Regions from separate parts of the Zea mays genome. Here regions 1 and 3 are each linked to region 2. A link is a contact called in public Hi-C data. All regions are on one chromosome and are shown on one strand. The core of a region is the stretch at or near the end of the contact, and the rest is flanking DNA. Distances in the headings are between cores, read along the strand shown. Region 1 holds the start of LOC100383089. Region 2 holds the start of LOC100282411. Region 3 holds the start of LOC100278455.

What was found. A called contact is a pair of places that touch in the nucleus more often than the background predicts.
Region 1: a Hi-C map of ear shows a contact between it and region 2, with 3 times the contacts expected there. The contact joins the promoter of LOC100383089 here to the promoter of LOC100282411 in region 2. A contact is called at or near these places in 2 of 25 Hi-C or Micro-C datasets (ear and leaf).
Region 3: a contact with region 2 is called in a Hi-C map of leaf, with 2.8 times the contacts expected there. The contact joins the promoter of LOC100278455 here to the promoter of LOC100282411 in region 2. A contact is called at or near these places in 3 of 25 Hi-C or Micro-C datasets (ear, leaf and tassel).

Annotation. Positions count from the first base shown.
Region 1 is chr7:135,305,927-135,309,371 of Zm-B73-REFERENCE-NAM-5.0, forward strand. LOC100383089 reads left to right here and starts at 1,815. Exons shown (of 7, transcript NM_001366809.1): 1 at 1,815-2,571; 2 at 2,762-2,992; 3 at 3,107-3,172; 4 at 3,280-3,348. The coding sequence starts at 1,996.
Region 2 is chr7:134,829,891-134,833,456 of Zm-B73-REFERENCE-NAM-5.0, forward strand. LOC100282411 reads right to left here and starts at 1,530. Exons shown (of 3, transcript NM_001155322.2): 1 at 1,156-1,530; 2 at 822-1,013. The coding sequence starts at 1,380.
Region 3 is chr7:135,215,701-135,219,155 of Zm-B73-REFERENCE-NAM-5.0, forward strand. It overlaps LOC100278455, which reads left to right and starts at 1,522. Exons shown (of 1, transcript NM_001151729.2): 1 at 1,522-2,523. The coding sequence starts at 1,863. The coding sequence ends at 2,309. LOC100277473 (a long non-coding RNA gene) reads right to left here. Exons shown (of 2, transcript NR_157099.1): 2 at 2,696-2,972.

The sequences.
Region 1 (3,445 bases), core at 565-3,064, 480 kb after region 2:
TATCCACGTCGCCCGGGGTGGTCCGCGGAGCTTGCCTTGAGGTCGTGTTCGTATCCTTTTGCCGTCCTTAGTTTAGCATTTCTCCCGAGATTCGGTTCCGGTCTGCTTTCCGTGACCGCTTTAGGGAGGATGGAGCAGCTTAGCGAGGGTCGGTAATGGCAGGCAGGCAGGCAGCTGCTGTGCTGAAGGAAAGGTAAAGTTTAAGCGGGCAGGGAATAACCCAGTAACTTGCAGGCCACTTCTCGGCGGTGTGCATTGGATTGGAGGAGCCGTGGAGATTTTTTATCAGGTTCCTTCCTGATGCTTTTCTTTCTTTCTTTCTTTCTTTGTTCCGGGAGAAACACCCAAGTTTTAAAAGCTTAAGCTTAAGGCCGGGGAGGGGCAGGGCAGGGGAGGGGGGCAAAAGCGTGTTTGGAGTGAATAGAAATATTGCATGGGCGGGAGGAGGCCTGCTTTAACTAATCTAAAGCTAGATTCGAGCCTGTGCGTGGCCCGAGGCTAACGAATAGTTTTTTTAATAAAAAAACTTGTTTATTTGCCGCAAAGAAAGATTTGAGATTAGGGGGGGAATCTGATGAACCCAGAAGCCGCATCTCTTTCATCAGCTGCCCCAAGCTTGCTTGCCCTTAACCGGAAGCTAGCCCAACGATCTAAAGACCCTGCCTTTGATTTTTTTCTCTCTCTCTCTTCTTCTCTCTCAAACCCACCCTCCCCTGTTTCTGCCTCTAAGCTGAAGTAACTGATTTCATGGCCAGTTACCAGATTGGCCTAATAGAAGACTGACCGGAGGATGCACGAGATGTGAAAGAAAGAAAGAAAGTAGGCTTGCTTTGCCGTGGGGGTAAGTAAGGGAGGCAATGCCTCGATCGGCACCCCCACCCCTGCTAATGTTGACCACCATTTTTCTTCTTCAACAAAACTAATCATGCCGATCATGAAGGGCGTGTAAATAATTGGCCGTGCCGACTATAAATTAAATAAAACCCCGGCAGTCAAATAATGATTCGGGGCAGGGGAGGCTGAGGCGAGGGGCATAATTTACAGCCAGGCGCCTCGAGGAAAGCGAGCGAGAGGTTGCGCTTGCGCCCACCATAAACAAATGCCCGTGGGAGTTGGCACTGTCAGGGATGCCGGCACGGTAATGCCCATTGCCCATTGCAGTAGTAGGAGTATTGCTGTGCTGTGTGTGCCGTGCCGTGCCGTGAAGAAGAACCTGATCGATCAGCCAGAGCCAGAGCCAGCCCCCTTCCTCTCTACGCTTGCTCGCTGGCTGTGCGTGTGTGAGAGGGTGAGTCTCCTAGCTACTCGTAGGAAGTAAGTAAACAAAAGCAAAGGTAAACAGCATGATTAAAGCGCTGTTAACAAAGATAAAGCGAAGGCGAGACGCCCTTCAAAATAAGGTCCATCGAGGCTAGCTTAAACAACGCCCGGCCATGATGGTGGTGATTAGGAGGAGTAAAGCGGCTGCCTGCAGCTACTAATCGGTGTGGTGGCTCGCCATGCATGCATGTACCACTCACTAGTCACTAGTCACTACTGGTGAAACTACAACAGCTACTGAACAAGTGCTAGTAGACCCTATAAAATCTGACAAGCCTTTGCCTACAAGCCCCTCTCTCTCTCTGTCTCTCTCACTCTCCCTCCCGTATGGTCTATGCCCTCCCACCCTCTTTCGTAGCGCTTCTTCCTATGCCTCTCGCCGGAACGGAACAGCAGATAGCATCACAATCTCCAGTGGCTGTGGGCATCTTTCCTTTTCCTGCCATAGGCTCTAGGCCGTGACGGGAGCTAGCTTCTCGCTTGCGTGCGTGCTTGCTCCGGCTATCATATTGCCTGCCTGCCTGCCTATGAACCTCTCCGGCCAATGGAGGAGCTACTTCTTCTTCTCTAGCCTTTCTCGTCTCTGATCCACCCATTGACCTTCGGTGCGCCCGGCCACTCTGCGCCGGCCTCTCGCGTGCGTCTCTCGTGTGAGTGCTACAGGCAAGCGAAGCGATGGACATGAACGAGAGCGGCGAGAAAGGGATGGAGGGCAACGCGTCCTCCGGCATCCCGGTGGACTGGCAGACCCAATTCAGCGCCGCCGCCTTCTCGTGCGCGCCGCCGCAGCAGCAGCAGGTTCCCATGATGGACTCCGCCTTCGCGTCCGCCGGCCTGTGGGCGTCCACCTCCCAGGCCATGGCGCTCTCCGACGCGGGCGGCAGGTCGGCCGCGCGGGCCGGCTTCTTGGCGCCGGTCCCCGGTTTCCTCCCGCAGGGCCTCGCCCATTTCCCCGTGGACTCCGGCTTCATCGAGCGCGCCGCGCGGGCTTCCTGCTTCGGCGGCGGCGGCGGCGGCGGGGTGATGGCTGCCTTCGGCGCAGCAGCTGATCATCAACCCATGAACAGCGCGTTCAGTGGATCCTCGGAGGCGCTGCTGGACCACCAGAGGACGAAGGACGGCAGCGACAAGGGCGAGCCGGAGCTCGGCCGGAACGGCCACGACGGGGTTCTGAGCTCGGAGGCGGCTGCTGCGGGGGACTGCTCGTCCAAGGGGACGTCCGACTCCAAGAAGAGGAGAAGGCCTAACGAGGTGACCGCTCTCTCTCTCTCTCTCTCTCTCTCTCTCTCTCTCTCTCTCTCTCTCTCTCTCTCTCTCTCTCTCTCTCTCTCTCTCTCTCTCTCTCTCTCTCTCTCCTTGCTTGCTTTGCTGCTCGTGTCTGCAACTTCCCCGCTGCCGTATAAACTGGATGGATGCTCATGCTCATGCTGTCATGCATCAGGTGATGGGAGGCGATCAGGTCCAGTCGTCGAACCTGCCCGCCGACTCAGCGAACGAGAGCGTGCACAGCAAGGACAAAGGCGAGGAGAGCAGCCTGGCAACAACCACCACCGGACCCGGCAAGTCGAAAGGAAAGGGGGCGAGAGAGACCTCCGAGTCCCAGAAGGAAGACTACATTCATGTCCGAGCTCGGCGCGGACAGGCAACCAACAGCCACAGCCTAGCAGAAAGGGTACGGATTTGATCAACGGGTGGCATCCCCGTGTTTACCGTCTGCTGTGGATCGCGGTCTGGAATTCACACCCCAATGTTTAACCCTGCTTGCTGCGTCTTTTTTTCTCTGCAGTTGAGGAGGGAGAAGATTAGCGAGAGGATGAAGCTGCTGCAGGACCTCGTTCCTGGCTGCAGCAAAGTAGGTCTATCTTCCACACAGAAGAAAGAAAAGGGGAACAGAACTTGCTTGTGTGTTTTTATGTTGGTTTTCATTACAAATGAACATCTCTGTCCATTGGAATCCAGGTCACTGGGAAGGCGGTGATGCTTGACGAGATCATCAACTATGTCCAGTCCCTGCAAAGACAAGTCGAGGTAATCAGTAACTTGTATGTTAAAATACGCACAACTTTGTCTCAATCAAGGCTTAGCTACGAACCAAGTCTTCATTTGGAAGAGAGGAAGTAGAATC
Region 2 (3,566 bases), core at 280-2,779:
AGGTGCCAGGTCCTTGCCCGGCACACGCCGCCTTGGCTGTGGAGCAGCACGAAGCAGCCGTGCCCACAGCGCTGCGCAGCGCTGCGCCGTGGCAGCAAAAGCAATTCGTGGAAAAAAAAACTTTTCTAATTGATATTCTTCATTTCTTCTCTTGTCTTTTATTCACAGTGGATCCTGGAAGCTGTGGGGAGCACCATCAACGCTGGGTTCTGCACTGGAAACGCTGGATTTGGGAGTGCAAACGGCAGACAGAGCTGAGCAGAAAGAAACGCAGGATTTGGACAGGAAACGGCAGACAAAGCGGAAGCGAATGGGAAACGGTAGACCGCATGACAGGTCAAGAGAAACACCATGTGCATCGGTATCGCATATATCTGGTGTTTAAGGCTACTCTCAGTCTGGTTTCACGGTGGTTTCATATACATTTAATCGTACGTTACATTAGAATTTTAGATGATATGACATAATATTTGTTTAATGGATTCTATAAAAGATAAAATTAGTTTGATAGGAATAAAATCATGTCATCTCGTTTACAAAGTTTTGAAAACAGTGTAAAACCCTCGTTTGAAACTTTCATTTAGTGGTTTATTTCATCTTCACATGTTTCACTAAAAGCGTTGGTCATTTAGTTGTAATATTTAATGGTGTATGGTAGTGTACGAAATATTGAAGCGGAATTTTACCCCAGGAGTTATTTTTTTATTCTTAGTTTTATAGCATTTTTTATTTCCAACGTTAGAAATTTTGCATTGAGAATAGCCCAAGTGAACAAAACAAAGCAATGGATCTCGTGCAGGGTGCGGGGGGGAGGCGCGTACCAGGACGACGGCGTCGCGGGCGGCCATGATGACGATGTCGGCGCAGGAGACCACTCCGGGGCAGCGCTCCTCCAGCGCGTCCTTGATCTCGTCGACGACCTCGAACGAGCGCAGGGAGTTGATGTTGGAGAGCGCATCCTTCTCGCCGGGCATCGTCGGCGTGGCGTCCATCAGCACCGAGCCGTCGCACCCCTGCAGCCGCCCCCCGCCACCGGGAAGGAGCAGAAGAGAGAATCCATCGCGTCAGATCGACCGCGCGCGGAGGGAGGGAGGGAGGAAGCCACGTAGCGCAACCGGAGCGAGATCAGATGCGTGGGGCGGGCGGGCGGCTCACGTTGACGAAGCAGTCGTGGAACTGGAGGCGCATGACGGAGGCGACGCTGCGGGCCTCGCGTGCGCGCGCGCGCGCCATGGTCTCACGGACGATGTCCTCGGCCTCCGGGCACGTCTCGGCGTAGTACCCGACCTTGAGCTCCCTCACCGCCGCCTGGCCGCGGCAGAGGGACGCGAGGAGCACGGCGACCAGGGGGAGCCCGAGGCACCCGCGGGGGACCGCCATGGATAGAGAGGGAGGGGTGGGGCACGGACGCGCACGCTCTGGTGGTCCGCGCTGTTCCGAGACGGGGCACACTGCGCTGCACTTCGCCCTCTGCTCTACTCTACTCTGCTCAGCTGTTTGGCAGGCAGTGTACTAGTCGCGTCCGGGTCGCGACTCGCGAGGTCACGGCGGGTAGTAGTTGTTGATAAAAAGGAAGCTGGCCGCTAGCCGATAGCCGCTGGCTGCAGGCCGAGGCCAATGGGCTGTCAGCACGAGGTTGGCGAGGAGGGAGCGGGGGCCGTGCGCGACACGGGGAGCTGTGGCCAGCCAGTGGTGGGCGGACGCCGCCAGCCGCCAGGCCGCGGCCGGCCGAGTCGGGTGCGTCAGCGTTCCTACACCACCAAGACCAAACAGTACACTGTACACCACTAGCACGCGCCGGCCCGGGTCCGACGGCTTCGGTCAAACGGTGTTCACGTTCGTGCGCGCGCGCGCTTCAAAAATATCCGCGCTCCGATCGTGCACCGTGTCGCGGCGGTACACGATGGCACGGCCGGTTATTGGCAGGCAGGGGAGGAGGGAGCATTGACCCGGATTTTTCTTTGCGCGTCTGTGACTGTGTGGACGGAGGACGGACGGTTGTACTCTTTTCTTAGCAAAACTATTTAATACAGAGTATGTCGAGAGTCTCTAAAAGTTATTTAAAAACACAAAAGGCATATTTTTTTGCGAATAATATATCTCTACATGACTCTCTAAGCCTCCATATATAATGTCACTTAACATTATTCATGATCCAAAGAATCATAATTATATCATGTAGTCTATTAGTTATCTCTCGTATTTTAAAGATTGATCCATGGTCTTTAAATTGTATATGCCTGGAATACTTCTCAAGTTTTTTTGGAAATTTGTGAAAATAACGGACAATACTTGTTCTGGTCAAATTTTGGTCAAAGGTGTGAAAGGTGGGAGGCATGAAATGTAACGACTATGTAAAACACCAATTTTCACAGTTTTGTTGTTGTGTGACAAATGGGGTTCGAACATTGATTGTTGACTCCACATTTAAACTCATCTAACGAATATAACATATATATTTTTTATTTTATTAAACCAAAGTCTACCTATATGATATATATAGAAATCCATAGCAATACACAGACATCTAGCTAGTGCTCATAAAGGACTTAAGACCTGTTTGAATGCATTAGTGTTCTAGTGCTACTAGTTAGCTAGCTAAAAAATTACTAGTAAAATTAGCGGACTAACTCGTAGCTGGCTAACTATTAGTTGATTTTAGTCGAGTTGAACCAGCTAATTAACTAATTGGTAGTTGAGGGTAAGCTAATAATTAGATGGACTATTAGCTAGGGGTGTTTGAATGTTTTCAACTAAAAGCAACTTGCGGTGTTTTCGAACCGTGCTCCGATAAGTAATTTTATTGTGTTCGTTTCGGGCTCCATACGATGTGCGTAGTGTGCGTAAGATTTATACTAGTTCGGGCAAAATGTCTCTACATCCAGTCATCGACGACTTGCGCTATTGACACCATTGATCAAAGCTTGTAGTAGGGGGTACAAACTGGGCGAGAGAAGGAGGGGAGGCTTCAAAGTCTCTTGTTCATGGTGGAGGTGGTTACAAGTTGGAGTCTAACTAGAGCTGGGCAAAAAACCCATAACCCGAAACCGAACCCGGAATACCCGAAAACTGAATTTTGTTCATGAATTTCGGGTAGCACCTTGCAAAACCCGAATTTATTTTGGGTAATTCAGATATCACAATCGGGTATCCGAAATAACCGAACTACCCGAACTTTCATGTGTCATGTACTCATGTCATGCTTAATTATTAATTTGTACATCTATAATTATGTGTAAGTGTGCATAACTTGTGATTGTAGATTGCTTGTGTTTTATATGTCCATGTATATCATTATTCAAACTATATTTTTATACTAATTTAATAAGGTGTATGTGTTTTTATAAAGCCAACACATCAGTTCGGGTAGTTCGGGAATACCCGAACCCGAACCTGAAATTCTGGGTACCCGATTTTTCGAGTATTGTAAAACCCGTTGTAATTTCGGGTATCGATTCTCAAAACCCAAAATTTTAAATACCTGAATTATCCGATCCAAATTTTTCGGGTAACCTGAACGCCCACCCCTAGTCCTAACTAATTGTTGACTTGGCGACGAGGCTCCG
Region 3 (3,455 bases), core at 272-2,771, 390 kb after region 2:
CCTTTCGCCTTCATGACTTTGGGAAAGCGTATTGGAGGACTTGTTCAACGATGCGCAGCCGTGGACGCCTGGCCTCTAGCAGCTCGACAGGCAATGGCGCAGGGCCGATAATATGATTGGAACCGACAGGTACTCGCGCAGGGCCGATAATACGATTGGGGGGGAAGGCCCTCGAATCCTCCTCGATCGCATCGCGGATGTGGATGCTGTTGGGCCTCGGTCTTAGTTGTCTTTTTCCACCTCTATCTGCGGTAGTTTGCAATGCTCATGTAATTGTCTTTTGTTATTTTTTTTTGTTTATTTATTTATCGTCTCCCTCGACCCTCGATTCCAAATTATAAACTATTTATATCATAATAAAAATAATATATCAAAAAACCAATATATATTGCAACTTTAAATAGAGTTTGTGGTCTTGCAATTGGAAATAGAGATGGAGGGTGCATCAGTGCCCAGTTTTCCAAGATCGTGCAGACCGCCTACACTTTTGCCACGCTTTGAAGGTAACGATCTCAAGGTATAAATGGGTTTGAATCTAACAATCTCAGATCAATAACACATGGGCCACTACGAACATAATCCAAACTGGACCAGAGTATTTAATCAAATTGGCAATGGCCTGTGACAACTGACATTCGTCAGGGGAAAAAATGAACGGCCGGAGTAAAAAGACGCACGTGAGCAGGTTCAGGCCTTCAGGGGTTCAGTGCTCTATGGCCATCAAAAGATGCATCAAGCTGGGCTGGGCTCAGCATTTTTCTTACCAGTACCGCAAGCACTTGTCCCTGACAGCCTCTGACTTCCTGAAAGCTTCAGGATCAATTCAGGCAGGCAGCGGTAGTCGTAGCCTTGTTCGTCCCTCCAACTTGGAGGAAAGGATGCCACATACTCAAGTTTGGCATCCGCTGATCCACACAGGAAAACAACCGTGTCAGCGGAATAAAATATAACCGGTGCGTTTAGTAGCCTGTCAGATTCCAGCATACTCCTGCTGCTAGCTATGTGGCACAACAAACTTTCAGCGTCTCTGGGATGTCAGTAACCATCAAACTGCAGTCTCAGGAGTTAACAAACAGAATGCAACCACTGATTATTACGATAGAACTGGAAAACAAAATACGGCACGTGAATCTAATGGCTGAGCCTAATTGGTAATTGTCTGCACGCGGATGCTAAAGCAAACAAAAGACATGTTCTCCTGGTCCTGTAACGCAAGACATGTGTCATAAACAAGTTACGCATTTGCATGACAGGCAGACACAGCAGCGACAACAAACCTTTTGAGCTATGCCAGCCTCATTCTAACCTTCCAATCCTACCAAATCATGGCCCAACCCATGCACGTATACCTCTGACAGGACCCCACCATGAGGCGAGAGTCCAAGGCCACATGGACTACAGGTGGAAATACCTGGAACACTGCATTGCAAGCAAATGTTCTCCCCGCTGCCTTTGGTAGCAACAGAAGGTACAGAAATAGTTGAGAAAGTTATGAGGAACAGTTGGAAGGATAGGCTGCCTTTCCAATTTAAAGGCACTGCCATCGTTTCTTCAGCCCCATGACAAGCTTCCACACAGTCACAAGCAACCACCTTGCATAGTTCTTAGCCTCATGGAATTCTGCCCCTACCCTGCATTGTCTGCCCTGTGAAGAGAGAGACCAGAGAGAGAGAGGGCTTCGATGCTCTTCTCAGGCTGCAGGTCAAGGAGTGAGAACAAGAAAGCCTTCTTTGAAGTTGGGTTGTTGAGGTGCTCTGAAGAAGTATTAGCGTGTGTTCCATCAGTCAGTTCTCTCATAATTTCATCTTCCTTTCCTTGTGTTGTCCTTGGCCTCTCTTTCTGTGTCCCTGCACTCTCTTGTTATGGACTCCTCTCAGCTTACTGGGGACAATGCTGAAGAGTGCAACAGTAATGAATCTGGGTGGACGATGTACCTGGGCTCCCCAGTGAACAGTGATGATCTCAAAGCCAATGGCAGCAAATGGAGTAATGTTGGCAGTGGCTGTAGCAATGGTAGAAGCAAAAACGACAACATGGATTATGATGATGGAGACTATGATTCATTAGCTTCTGATGCTTCCACAGGACCAGCTCAAGTGAAGGTGCTTAATGGCAAGGAAAAGAAAATTCATGAGAAAAGAGACAATTCCATAGAAGAACAAGATAGCGATGAGCAAGACGAACAAACCAAGCTCCCTAACAACTGTGACAAAAAGGCAGGCAAGATGAAGAAGGAAGAGAAGACCACCAGAAGGAGCCACAACAAGAGACGTAGTTCCTGTTCTTCACGAACAAGCTTCTTTAGGTAACTGTTGTAAAACCCTTGTAGGATGTCTCCCAACCATTTACAATCTAGCTAAAATCAGCATGGGGAATGCAAATCTTTTGGGATCTTAGGGCAAATATGTACCCCTTAGATACTCTTATCACCATCCTCATAGTATCATATAAAAAAGTGCATGTATTTATATAGATATTAACAGAGGGCACTCTCTCCAGATATATTTCGAAGGTTGTTCTCTATTTAATTGCTTTTTTACTTCTTCCCAGTATGTGTAGGGTTTGAAATGTTTTTATATGGCTGCAAAGTGGCAATTTTACTAACAGAAAGAGCTACTAAACTCTATGAAAGAGAGAAATTTATTTTGCCGATTAAGCATCCAGGGTAAACCAATTGACACCAGGGGTTCATTTCTGGCCGTTAAACATGCGAATTAAACAATGCACATACTATTTATATGAGACGTAAATCTTGAAAGAGAGACTGATTACAAAAACTATAGTACAAAGTACAAACATCTCGTTTACAAACCAGCATAAAGAAACATACACGTGGTACAAGAGCCTATAGCTATCACCTGATGTGTGCAATCGACTACTCTTTGCATCTGTAAGTGCTATAAAGCAGTTGATTAAAGCACCTCCTCTGCAATTGATGTGGAGGAATTATACCAGCAACAGTATTACGATCCCTGAAATCGAGCAAGAAAGCCTTGATTGAACTAGTAGATACAAGATGAACCAAAAAGTATATCTAGCATGACAGATGAAAGTCAATGTAGAGTTGTAGACGCTATATGAGCATACAACAAATCTACAATGTCAACCGTCATGATAAATGTTAGTTCATTATCACTCTGCTCATGATGTTTGCCTCGCAATATACAGCTTTCTACGAAAGCCTTGAACATATTATATATACAATTCAAGCAAAAAAGAAATTACATACAGCAAAGATACCTAGAAAGGATTGTCTGAATAGTGTCTGAATGGCCCACACTAGAATATAGAGATATCAAAGTCCTCAACAGGTAGGCAGATGCAGGACTTGTGGAACTCCATAGGCACAATCTTCAGTCAATTTCAATCAGGACCTTTCACCCTGAATTATCTACTAGGGGACCAATCACAAGACAACCAGTGCAACATGGGCGATGCAAAAATTCCCAACCTAG